2 separate regions of the Ovis aries genome follow, and region 1 is linked to region 2. The links are chromatin contacts, called in public Hi-C maps. All regions are on one chromosome and are shown on one strand. The core of a region is the stretch at or near the end of the contact, and the rest is flanking DNA. Distances in the headings are between cores, read along the strand shown. Region 1 holds the start of ZGRF1 (zinc finger GRF-type containing 1). Region 2 overlaps ANK2 (ankyrin 2).

What was found. A called contact is a pair of places that touch in the nucleus more often than the background predicts.
Region 1: a contact with region 2 is called in a Hi-C map of hypothalamus, with 3 times the contacts expected there. The contact joins the promoter of ZGRF1 here to the enhancer-like site in region 2. A contact is called at or near these places in 2 of 16 Hi-C or Micro-C datasets (hypothalamus and skin fibroblasts).

Annotation. Positions count from the first base shown.
Region 1 is chr6:13,388,340-13,395,160 of ARS-UI_Ramb_v3.0, reverse strand. It overlaps ZGRF1 (zinc finger GRF-type containing 1), which reads right to left and starts at 4,109. Exons shown (of 29, transcript XM_060417541.1): 1 at 3,893-4,109; 2 at 1,020-1,105. The coding sequence starts at 1,088. LARP7 (La ribonucleoprotein 7, transcriptional regulator) reads left to right here and starts at 4,278. Exons shown (of 13, transcript XM_042251826.2): 1 at 4,278-4,433.
Region 2 is chr6:12,919,348-12,925,356 of ARS-UI_Ramb_v3.0, reverse strand. All of the region lies in intron 1 of ANK2 (ankyrin 2), which reads left to right. Among named protein-coding and RNA genes, the nearest start is that of ANK2, 400 kb to the left of the region's middle. Within about 2 kb of position 1,931, at least 6 of the 54 cell types and tissues checked have an H3K27ac peak or open chromatin away from gene starts, as enhancers often do. A contact at or near this core is called in hypothalamus, where this site is marked.

The sequences.
Region 1 (6,821 bases), core at 2,860-5,359, 470 kb before region 2:
ACAGAGGAGCCTGGTGGGCTGCAGTCTGTGGGGTCTCAAAGAGTCGGACGTGACTGAGCGTGCGCACGTGTATGCATATATGATGTATGGATCCAACTTAGAGCCTTCTAGATGGCTACCTAGTCGTTGCCATACAGTTTATTAAATCATGTGTCTCCTCTAAACTCCCACTTTTATAATATTCCAATTCCAATGTGTATTTGGATACATTTGAAAGAAATTAAAGTTTTTCTTGATATTTAAAAAAAAAAAAGAAAAGGAAGAAAGAAACCTGGTCATTAAAGACAATGGAGGTGAGAAAGAAGAGGTGAGAGTATAAAGGCCCCTGACACCAAACAGGTTAAGAACCATTAATCTAGACAGAATAGACGTGCCAGTCTTTCGAGAGAAAGAAATTATGCCCTGGTTCCAAGCTTCTGAACAATTTGTTCCAAAGAACTTTGCATAACCAATGTGACTGGAGAAGGAAATGGCAATCCATTCCAGCACTATTGCCCGGAAAATCCCATGGACAGAGGAGCCTGGTAGGCTACAGTCCATCGGGTCACCAAGAATCGGACACGACCAATGTGAACTCTAGGGTTGCCAGACAGAATACAGGGCAATATTTCAGAGATGCATACTCACACTAAAAAATTATTCACTGTTTATCTGAAATTCAAGTTTAACAGAGTGTCCTATTTTAGGTTTGGGTTTTTGTTTTTCGTTTTTCTTTGGTTGCACTAGGTCTTAGTTGCAGCATGTGGGGTCTTCTGTCCTCACTGTGGCATGCAGAATCCTTCACTGTGGCATGTGAGCTTTTCACTGCAACACGTGGGATCTGTTTCCCTGACTAGGGATCGAACCTGGACTCCTTGCTTTGGGAGCAAGGAGTCTTAGCCATTGGATCACCAGGAAAGTCCCAGGTTTGGGGTTTTTAAAAAATTTATTTTAGGTTTTTTAGCTAAATCTGGCAAATCATTTGTGAAACATGAAAGGAAGGAAGGAAAAAGGAAACAGTGAAAACAAATAAGACTTACAATAAATTCTTGGCTTTCCATTACTTCTTCTGAAATTAGGTTCAGGTGCAGAAAATAATCAGTAGTCATTCAACTATTTATAGCACCTAAAATGAAAAAAGACAAATATTCAACCCTGATGAACAGAATAAGTATCAACTACAATTTTTCCCCACCAACTCTTGACCAGAGAGGGGTATTTAAGTGTTGAGACTATGTAATCACCAAGGGAAACACACATGTAGGGAATTCCCTGGCAGTCCAGTGGTTTGCACTCTGTGCTTTCACTGCAAAGGGCTGGCATCAATCACTGGTCAGGGAACAAAGATTCCACAAGCTTCCAGGGTAAGCCAAAAGAAAAAAAACCAACCCACAGATGAGTAGGCTGCAGACATTTTTCCAGGTGCCATAATATATATCAGAAAATGGATTCTCTCCCCGCCCCAGAAGCTTGGTTTCTCTAAGAGCTTCAATTTTAAAATTCTCTGAATTGCTACGATCACCACAAGATGGCCCCCTTGCATTTCAAATTTTTCCTTTTACCTTTTCAAAGTCAATGTAACATAGTATCTAAAACCAAATATACATTATAATACACTCTCCAAGGAAAAACTTTTTCAATATAATTGCAATGAGTACTATATTTATCCCATGCTATTGGATAAAACTATTATTGTGGGCAAATCTGGAAATCTAATATCACTGACAATGAACTGAAGTAAACAGAGATGCCGAAGAAAAGTATTATTATTTTTAACCACTGCCTTAGATCCCTGGGCCAATAGCATTAGCAACACCTGGGAGCTAGTTAGAAATTCAAATTCTTGAGTCTTGAGCTATTAAATCATAAAGGCTGGCATTGGGGTCCAGTACCTGTAATTTAAAACGCACTGCAGGTGCAGTGATACACACTCAAGTTTGAAACCTACAGGTATTCAATAAAGCAATAATTTGCAATTCTGGATTAAATTCATCCTTTATATGTATAAAATGTACAAAAAATAGACCACCTACATGTTATTTATAAATAACATATATTTAGTACTTACTGTGTGCTATGTATTGTGTGTACATAGCGCTAGGCCAAGATACTAAAATGAACAAACTACTACTCCTAGTCTCAAGGAATTTCAGTATAGCAGGGTAATAAACAGTAATTACAAAAAATATGGAAGGAAAAGCACTGGAGGGACACCCAACTCAGTCTAGGGCATCAAACAAGGTTTCCTGAAAGACATAATGCATATACTGTGAACCGAAATAATCATTAACCAAGGAAAAATCCCAAGGAGGGTATTTCCAAATAAGAATAACACGTACAAAAAAGCTGTGGAAGGCATAATCAAGGAACTCTAGTTTATAATCAAGTGTAAGATAGTGAGTTGTGAGAGATAAGTCTGAAAAAGTGAGCAATAACAGGATGCGAAGGGCATTCTATTTTATGCTAAGTTGTTCGGACTTTTTAAAAAGACAGTAGGAGGCCAAGGCAGAATTTCAAGAATACGTTAACATAATCTGACTTGGGTTTTACCAAGATTGCTCTGGCTGCTAAATGGAGAAAGGGCAGGGCAAACGGTACACAAATGAGAAATGAATGCTTGTCCCATGATATAGTTCACAGCACAGGGCCAGACCTACAGAGGCACTGCCTTTCAGAAATATAACTCCATATCCTAATCCCTCCCCTCCAGCTAACAGGATTGACAGATGCCTAGTGAATGCCAAGAAGATAACAGAGGTCCAAAGAAACACATAGTTGACTGCTGGTTGAACAGCAACTTGCTTCTAGCCACTGAATGGGTTAGACATCAAATATATGTAGATAAGACTACATAGTGTCAACACAATGCTTGGCATGTAGCAGTTAACATTAGATCCCTTTAATAACAGTTATTATTTATTCAGTGTAAATTATATGCTAGAACACTGTTAAAATGCTTTAAATTTTACACCTTATAGTACAGATACTACTTTTTATATTCATTTTACAAAAACAGGAAGTGAGGTACATCAGTATGTAATTTGCCTAAGCTCATGAAGTAAATAAATGGCAGATTCAGAATTTAAAACTAAGTAGTCTAAATTCTGGTGTTCCCATTCACAAAAACTACATTATGTGACTATGGAAAACCTACTGTAACAGGCAAGAATGGGACTGGATTCTTTACATATAATATTTATCAGTCTCATAGTCCTAAAAGTTGTTATTACCATCACAATTTACAGGTTAGAAATCCAGTATTTACTTCTTTAGGATTACTTATATGCTGTTTACCAACTGCAAAATAAATTCCCCCATTGTTTTCCTAAATTAGAAATATTACTTGAGGGATTTGCGATGTAAAAGGTATTGAGACGGTCCTAACTCTTGTTAAGTGGTAGATTAAAGAATTACACTTCAAAAAAAAGGGAGAGATTAAATGTTTTGCGATAATTTAGTACAGAAATACATACATATCTTCACACACATTATTGTGCTGTTTTTTAGATTTATGTATAAAATTCGGTGTTATCACTAAAATATGACCTGTTCTTGCTAAGTACGATGAGATGTTTTTGGTCCTTTTCTTTTGGAACAAGCAGGATCTTTCGAATCCCTAAGTGGTTCACAGATTTAAAAATTTAAGAATCACGAGCCCAATAGCCTTTTAAGAAACGGTCCAGTCCAGACAACCAAAAGATGCTCACATTTCATTTGCCAACGTTCTAATTATCACTAGCTTGTGTAACCAGATGACAATGAAGAAGGGACCCTTTGTCAGTCCTAAAAATAAACAGCAAAACCATCCCGGGTTCTCACACGGATACCGGAACTGCCCAGCAGGAGTTGGGGGAAGGTGGTAAAGACGAAGCACTAATTATTTACAGGTTGCTGCGCCAAGCCGTGAACCAACCTTATCTCCACACAGTTTCGTTACCGAACCCCGTCTGGCGGAGCAAACTCCTTCGCCCGTCGCATCAAAATCAGTGACAGCACCTCGAGCTCAAAACTCCAGCCTATCTACCCTCAATCCCCAGAAACTCCCGAGTGGAAACAGCTCTTTTAACTTGCTCATTGCACAAAACCCACTTTCGAACTTCTCCCGCGAAAAGCCGTGACATCATCAACTCGCGACCGCACCAGATCCAACCCCACTATTTAGCCCGCCCACCACGGCTCCGGACCTGAATGGCCGTTTTCAAACTGCCAATCAAGTTCCTCTTTGGCTGCTAGCCTCTGTGGCGACTGCGTTCTCCGATGTCCCGCCCCCACGCTGAGCGGGCCTACGCCAGTGACGTAAATGTCGGTCGCACAACCTCTGGGCCCATCTTTTCCAAGGCGTTCGGAAGAATTGTCGCTCATGTGACGCTAAAATAACCACGACTATAAGGTTCGGGGGACGCGAAGGACTGAAGAACGCAGTCTCTGGCGCTGTATTTTGGGAATTGGACAGAGTAAGTTCTAAGTGGACTCTAGGGAAGCCCAGGTTGGGTGAGATCTAAATTACTCTCAGTCTTTTTCTATGCCGGTCCTTTCTGTCATCTCTGGTCCTTCTCATCCCGCCCCCTCCCACCAACCCATCAGTTAGATTGCCCTAGTGTCCTGGTTCTCTGTGCGCACGCGCAAGAGTCCTCCGGCAGCCCTTGCAGTTCCAGTTTTCTAGTGATTGGGGGCGCTTGCCGCCCGGTTTTGGGAGGTTTGGGGTAGTCCCGCGTCTGACGGCTTCCTTGAGGAAGGACGGGTACCTAAAGGGGCAGTAGTCAAAAGGGGAATTGCTTTTCTTCGCAGATTCGAGTTTTGGTGGCCAAACGATAGCGAATGTGGACTTGTATTTTTAAATTAAGTCATTTCCTTTTTCAGAACTTTTGTCTCTGTCATTCAGAGAGCTGAACATCCAGTTATGGAAGGAAGAAAAAATACAGTGTATTATTGAGTGCGTTAATAGACATACTTAAAAGGGAAACAGATGAGGCGGTTGTTTAGGGGAAATGTGCTAGCAGAAAGCTAGAAAGAGTAAGATGCCGTTTAACCTGGGCCTTGAAAATTGAATAGGACTTGATAAGACAAGGAAGACAAGAAGCTTTTAAAGCAGAGGCACAGAGACAAGAAAGTAGGCAACGCTGGATAGTCAGATGTGACTAGAACTATAGTTCTCTTAACCTTTTTGACACACCATTTCCTTTTAAAACGTGATTTAAAAGATATGGATGAGCCTCCCAGGAAAATACATATACATCTCTAAATATTTTCTATAACCTTTTAAAGAAAAATTGTGAAAGACGTTGAAATAGCCAAAAAAAAAGAGGTGTCTAGCTTACTTTTCCAGCTTACCTCTGCTTTTCATTGTCATTGAGCTATGTTACAATTATGTAAGTTATAATTGAAATAAGTCTTAAGAGTTATTGCCCTGATTAGTGTTACATCTGTTAACAAGTTCATTTCAATATTTTTGCTTGCTTGTATTTGCGCTTGTCTAGTTTTTGAGTTCACCTTTGAACTGGTTTTTAGCACTTAACTAGTTCCCTGGTTAATTACTTAAATAAAATGATTGACGAGTTCATTTTATAAACGTAGAAAAGTCATGGTTTCACCTTTAAAATTTACCTTTGAAAATTTCGTGGGATTTACAATAATTTTTGAAATCCATCCCAAATTCCATGGATTTCAGGTTAAGAATTTCTGAGCCAGGAGAGATGGACTTGTGGACACAGCCGGGGTGGGGAGGGAGAGAGTGAATGAATGGAGAAGGTAGCATCAACAGATACACACTACCGTGTGTAAAATGGATAGCTGGTGAGAAGTTGCTGTATGACACAGGGAGCCCAGTCTGGTGCTCTGTGATGACCTAGAGGAGTGGGATGGAGAAAGGGGAGGGAGGCTCAAGAGTGAGGGTATATATGTATATTTATGACTGATGGTGGCGCTACTGTTAAAAAAATCTTGCCTCCCATTGCAGGCGATGTAAGATGCAATGTTAGATCCCTGAGTCAGGAAGATCCCCTGGAGGAGGGCATGGCAACCCACTCCAGTATTCTTGCCTGGAGAATTCCTTGGACAGAGAGGAGCCTGGATGGCTGCAGTCCATGGGATCACAAAGACTCAGACACTGCTGAAGCGACTTAGCACGAACACACAGATGGCTGATTCGCGTTGTTGTACAGCAGAAACCAACACAACATTGTAAAAAAAAAAAAAATTTAACAATTTAAAAAAAGGATTTCTGAGTCAAAACGTAGACTACATGGTAAGAGGTTGCAAGAGGTTCTACTAAAACTTAGGCAGTGTGAAAGTTAAACATACCTGAGCTTACTTACCTAGCTAGCTTTAGCCAGGTCACTTAACCTTTGAGCCTTTGTAAAAAGTTAAGAGAAATAACCTAGAGGGATTATGAGGATTTAAAACAAGGTGTGTAAAGTAACTGGTGTTACACAGTAACTTTTATTCTTTGTTTAAACCCTATGAAACTAGTTGATTCATTTAACAATTTTTTAAAAATATATGCTGTGTTACCAAAAGATGCTAAAGAATTATTATTGTTGAAAGTTTTAGCATTAGAGTCACAAAATTAGACCTGTGTTTAGACAAGTTACACAGCTTCTGTGAAGGATGGAGGACTTCTCAAACAATTTATAAACAATTTCCGTATTATTATAACAGTAGTTGTGGAAAACACTGGATGAAGATAAGAGCCATTCCAAAGGTTACATTGATAGGGATTAATGACAGATTGGTAAATGATAAAATGATAATAAATAACAGTTAGATATTGTTGACTGTGTGCTGTATAGCAGCAATGGAAAGTGCTTTATCCATTTTGGTTAATTTTTAAAACAACCCTAGTA
Region 2 (6,009 bases), core at 682-3,181:
TTATTACTTCAATACTGAGAAGGCCAGAAAACATTTACTGCTATGGAGAGGAGTGTGTAGCTCTTGTTTGGGTGTGTGTATCTTCTTTTCTACTGTGTGTGTGTGCTCAGCCGTGTCCGACGCTTTATGAGTCCATGAACTGTAGCCTGTGAGGCTCCTCCGCCTGTGTACTTTTCCAAGCAAGAGTACTGGAGCGGGGTGCCTTTTCCTTCTCCAGGGGATGGGATCGAACTTGCATCTCTTGTTTCCTGCGTTGGCAGTTGGTTTCTTTACCACTAGCAGGGCCACCTGGGAAGCCCCTGTGTTTTAGTAACAGCTTTTAAAAATATAATTGACATAAATATTTAGTGTAGTGTACAATATGACAAGTTTTGACAAATGTGCAAACCATAAAGCCATTACCACAATCAAGATAATCAATATATTTAGTTATATTTGGATTGATTGAGATGTTCAATTGAAATATCCAAACCAAATCCCATCTCTTCTCCAGAAAAATGTTTTGCTATTATGTTTACCATTATGTGTTTAGTCACAAATAAATGTGCACATTTATTGTGTACATTACAACGTATACAAATGTATATGTTTATTGTGTACATTTATTTGTGTTTAGTCATTGTTTTTATAAGTGTCGTTTAGGTACGAATATATTTTTAATTTAGGGTGTGGCTGCAATTTATACTGTAGCATGACTGGCCTCCAGTGGTGTCTTGGCAGAATAGCATTGCTGCTAGATTGAAAGCAACAGAAGAATATAGAGACCAATGATACATCAGCTAAGATCATGCATCACGTGCTAATCGGAAGGGCTAGCAGTGAAAGGGGACATCAGGTCTTCCATAATGGGAGGTCAGAACTGCCTTCCTCTAATCTTGGGATTCCCCCACCATGGGAAAAGCGTTCTGATGCTGGGGGTCACTTTAATGCAGTTGTTGCTGAGGCCTGTTTCACAGAGAAAGTTTTATACTGATTTTCTTTTTCTCAGTGAAGAGACTTATTTCTCTCTGGCTATCTTCTCTCTGCTATGCTGATAGTTCTCCAAGATATACCCTTGTTGTATTACCTGTTTTTTCTTTTCTGCCTTTTTCTCTGGCAGCTTTTAATTTTGGCTAGATACTCTAAGAATTCTGAAATGGTGCCTATATAGGTGAAAATGAAGGATCCACCCATGTAACAAGAGCCCTATTAATTTGAATTAATTTGAATTTAAAATCAATGATAGTGTGGGTAACTGAGAGGTTTGCGTGAAGACAAAGAGTATTAGACCTTAAACTGTTGTTTTGGCATGTCCTTTCTCCTTATTATTTTTCTCTATTTTTCTATAGTCTCCAGAAATGACACCTCTTGTCACCATAAATAAAAGGATACAGACCCGGGAAAGAGCCTAGATTAGAAGAGGTGAAGCAAATATTGTATTTTTTTTTAAATTATAAATGTATTGATCCTTATGTAGAAAGTCAAATTCTTCAGCATTTTGAAAGGAGAACCTCAGCTACCAGTTGGACTGGTTAGGACCAGCTGTGAGCAAATCTGCACCACTACTGTTTTCCAAGATTATGCTGCTCGCCTCCTGCAGGCCCCCGCTGCTACACCCTTTTTCTCCTGCTTTCCTGGACCAGGAGCTCTGGAATCTTCTTCATCCCTTGCTTCAGTCTCTCATCTAGATACACTCATACTGTATATCTCACTGTTTCTGCTCATATTTATTTTCTTCTGTAATTTATGTGGCATTTTGCTTTAGGTAACTAAAACAATGGCAATGGCTGACGGAAACCACATCTGGATTCCAAACGTTTTTAGGCCTCAGCAGTCATGGATACAAATGAGGTCAGTTTAATAGTCACGGGTCTTCTTTAATGACCCGTATCCCCATCTCAGTCTCCTGAGAAGCCTGCTGTCCTTGCCCTCATTCACCACTCTTGTATTTAAGGAAGGGAGGGATCACTGGTGTGGTCTAACCAGTGTTCGTCTTCAAGTCTGGTGAGCCAGCTCATTGGCTGTTGTAAGATTTCTGAGCACGTCACTCCTTTTCTCCACTGCCCACTGCTCTCTCACCAGGCTCCACTGATGCATCAGTGCCCTTGAGGCACCAAGGAACTGACTGGAATGCATTTCCCACCGTGCCAGACGGGGAACAGCAGCCAAAGCACTGTAGCTTGTGCCCCAGTGTCTTACAAATTTCTTTCCAGTTCTTTCTGCAAAGTAGCTGACTTAAATATCTGTGACAGCTGCCAGCTCTTCCTGTTTCCTGAAGATGACCTTGTTACTGCATGAATCTTCTGTGAATCACTCCTTTTTCTATTTGAATGAGTTATTTTTTTTAAATTGTTGCAGTATATTTGATTTACAATATTGTGTTAGTTTCAGATGTGTGGCAAAGTGATTCAGATATCTTCTCTCTCTCTAAATGTATCTTATATGTGTCTTATATATAGAGAGAGATATCTGATATATATAGAGATACAGATATAAATATAGATTTTCAGATTCTTTTCCAGCTTCATTTCCATTATAGGTTATTACAAGATATTAACCGTAGCTTCTTGTACTGTATATTAGGTACATGTTATTTTGTATACAGGAGCATATATCTGTTAATTCCAATCTCCTAATTAATCCCCTCTTTTCCTTTTTGGTAACCATAAGTTTGCTTTCTATGTCTATAAATATGTTTCTGTTTTGTAAACAAGTTCATTTGTGTCATTTTTTAAGATTCCACATATAAGTGATATCACATGATCTTTGTCTTTCTCTGTCTGACTTACTTCACTTAGTATGATAATATCTAGGTCCATGCATGTTGCTGAAAATGGCAATGTTTTCTCTTTTTTATGACTAATAGTCTGTTGAATATATGTACCTCATCTTATTTATCCATTCATTTGTTGATGGTCATATAGGTGGCTTTTGCAAACAGTACTGCTGTGAACACTGAGGTGCATGCACCTTTTCAAATTAAGAGTTTCCATCTTTTCCGGGTGTATGCCCAGCAGTGGGATTGTTGAATCATATGGTACTTCTATTTTTAGTTTTTTGAGGAACCGCTGTACTGTTTTCCACAGTGAGTGCACCGGTTTATATTCCCTGCAACAGTGTAGGAGGGCTCCCTTTTCTGCACACCCTCTCCTGCGTTTATTATTTGTGGAGCTTGTTTGATGATGGCCATTCTGACTCTTGTAAGGTGATAATACATTGTAGTGTTAATTTGCGTTTCTCTAATAATGAGTGATGAGGAACATCTTTTCATGTGCCTATTGGCCATCTGTATGTATTCCTTGGAGAAATATCTATTTAAATCTTCTGCCCATGATTTGATTGGGTTGTTTGTTCTTTTTATATTGAGCTGCATAAGCTCCTCATTTATTTTGGAGACTAATCCCTTGACAGTCACATCATTTGCAAATATTTTCTACTATTCTGTGGGTTGTCTTTTCATTTTGTTTATAGTTTCTTTGCTATGCAAAAGTTTATATGTTTGATTAGGTCCCATTTGTTTATTTTTGCTTTTATTTCTTTTCTTTGGGAGACTGATCTAAGAAAATATTGCCATGGTTTATGAAAGAGATGTTTTGCTTACGTTTTCTTCTAGGAATTTAATGGTGTCATGTCATACATTTAAGTCTTTAAGCCATTTTGAGTTAATTTTTGAATATGGTGTGAGGGAGTGTTTTAACTTCAATAATTTATACGCAGTTGCCCAGCTTTTCCAGCACCACTTGCTGAAGAGATTGAATGAGTTGTTTTTCGTTTTTAACCTAAAAGTTCCCTGAAAAGTGAAAGTGTCAGTCACTCAGTCATGTTTTAGCCCATCAGGCTCCTGTGTCCATGGGATTCTCCAGGCAAGAATACTGGAGAGGGTAGCCTTTCCCTTCTCCAGAGGATCTTCCCTACCCAGAGATTGAACCTGAGTCTCCTGCATTGCAGGTAAATCTCATCATTAATTAGGATTAATTAGTTTACTGATTGATTTATCACTGGAACCATTAAAAATTCATAGTAATAGTGGCCTAAATGAGATAGAAGTTCATTTCTGTTTCACATAAAATAATCTGGGGCTGATGAGGTATTCCCCTGGGTCAGGAATCCAGGGTCCTTTTATCTTTTTGCCCAGTCGTCCTCACCATTAGTCTTCTTCCTCATAGCCTGGAATAATGGCTTGCACTCTAGTCATCATATCTAGCAGTTAGGAGGGGTATTCATGCCTTGTCATTAAGGACACTTTGAAAAGTTGCAAGCAGTCATTTAAAAAAAAATACTTTTGGTTAAAAATCAATTTATCAGGATCAATTAATGTTTAGATCATTCTCAGAGCTATCTGCTTTTGGTACACATTTATTTCAGGAGGCATTATGTGGTTGAAAAATATTCTAATTTTTGCCTAAGGCTGATCCTGTTTGAAGGGAAATTAATTTTTAGATACAATCAAGAGAAATTGTAGACAGATTCAGTAACATCATATGCTGCAGATATTTGAGAACTGCTAATCATTTTACCTTTTAGAATGCTAATTTTGAAATTTCAGTAAGCCATTAACTCAGAGGAAAAACCAAGAAAGCTATAGGCATTTTTCTTTTGTACATACACATAAGCATATATACATGTATGATTTGAATAAAGTGCTACACAGGTCTAACATATCTTAGTGATCAATACATTCTATGCATGTTTCAGAGTTTATATTGCTTTTCTATATTTGCCTATATGTGTGATAGGGGCTTCCCTGGTAGCTCAGCTGGTAAAGAATCTGCTGGCCAGTGCAAGGAGATGCAAAAGACATGGGTTCAATCCTTGGGTCGGAAAGATCCCTTGGAGAGGAAAATGGTAACCTAGTCCAGTATTTTTGTCTGGAGAATTCCATGGACAGGGAAGCCTGGTGGGCTACAGGTGTTGCAAAGAGCCCAGCATTGCTGAGCACACGTGTACACACTCATGCATATGTGTAATACGTGTTGAGTTTCTTTTGAAAAGTTCAAACATCCAGATGAACAAAACAAAACAGCAAGAACAGTGCTTAGAAGGACATGTATGGCCTGGAATGCAGTTTTAGAAAAGAAAATCCAAAACCCAGTAATCTAGGCTGCCACCCTAGGAAGCTGTAGGAGGAAGAGCAATGCAAACCTCAAGCAAGCAGAAGCAAAGAAATAATAAAAACTAGAGCAGACGTTAGTGAAATTGAAAATAGTAAAACAATATAGAAAATCAACCAAACCAAAAACTGGTTCTTTGAGGAGGTCAATGAAATTGATAAAATTCTAATGTTTGGGACATCCCTAGTGGTCCAGATGTGGGTTTGATCCCTGGATGGGGAACTAAAAATCACACGTACCAATGGGCAACCAAGCCCACCAGCCACAATTAAACCCTGATATAGCCAAAAATAAATAAATAATTTTTAAAACTCCTAGCTAGGCTAACCAAGAGGGAAAAAGGGAAGACATAAATTACTAATATCACAAATGAAAGAGGGACTATCAATACTGACCCCATGTACATTAAAAGGAAAATAAAGAAATATTTTTTATTGAAAAAAGAAATTGATTAATTCACTGAAAAATATAATTACCAAAACTCATATAAGGAAAAATAGTATGAATAAGCCTGTGCATACATGCTCAGTTGTATCTGACTCTGCAACCCCATGTACTGTAGCCTGCCAAGTTCCTCTGTCCTTGGGATTTTCCCAGGAAGAATGCTAGAGTGGGCTGCCATTTCCTCCTCCAGGGGATCTTCCTGACCCAGGGATCAAACCTGTGTATCCTGCATTTACCGGCAGATTCTTTATGACTGTACCACCTGGGCCTATGGATAAACCTATATCTATTAAAAAATTATATCAATAATATCTTTTCAATCAGAAAGCATCAGGCCCAGATGATTTCACTGATGAAGTCAACAAAACATCTAAGGAGGGAATAATATCAATTCTCTACAATCTCTTCCAGGGAATATAAAGAGAGAGCACATCCTAAACCATTCTATGAGGCCATCATTACTCTAATACCAAAA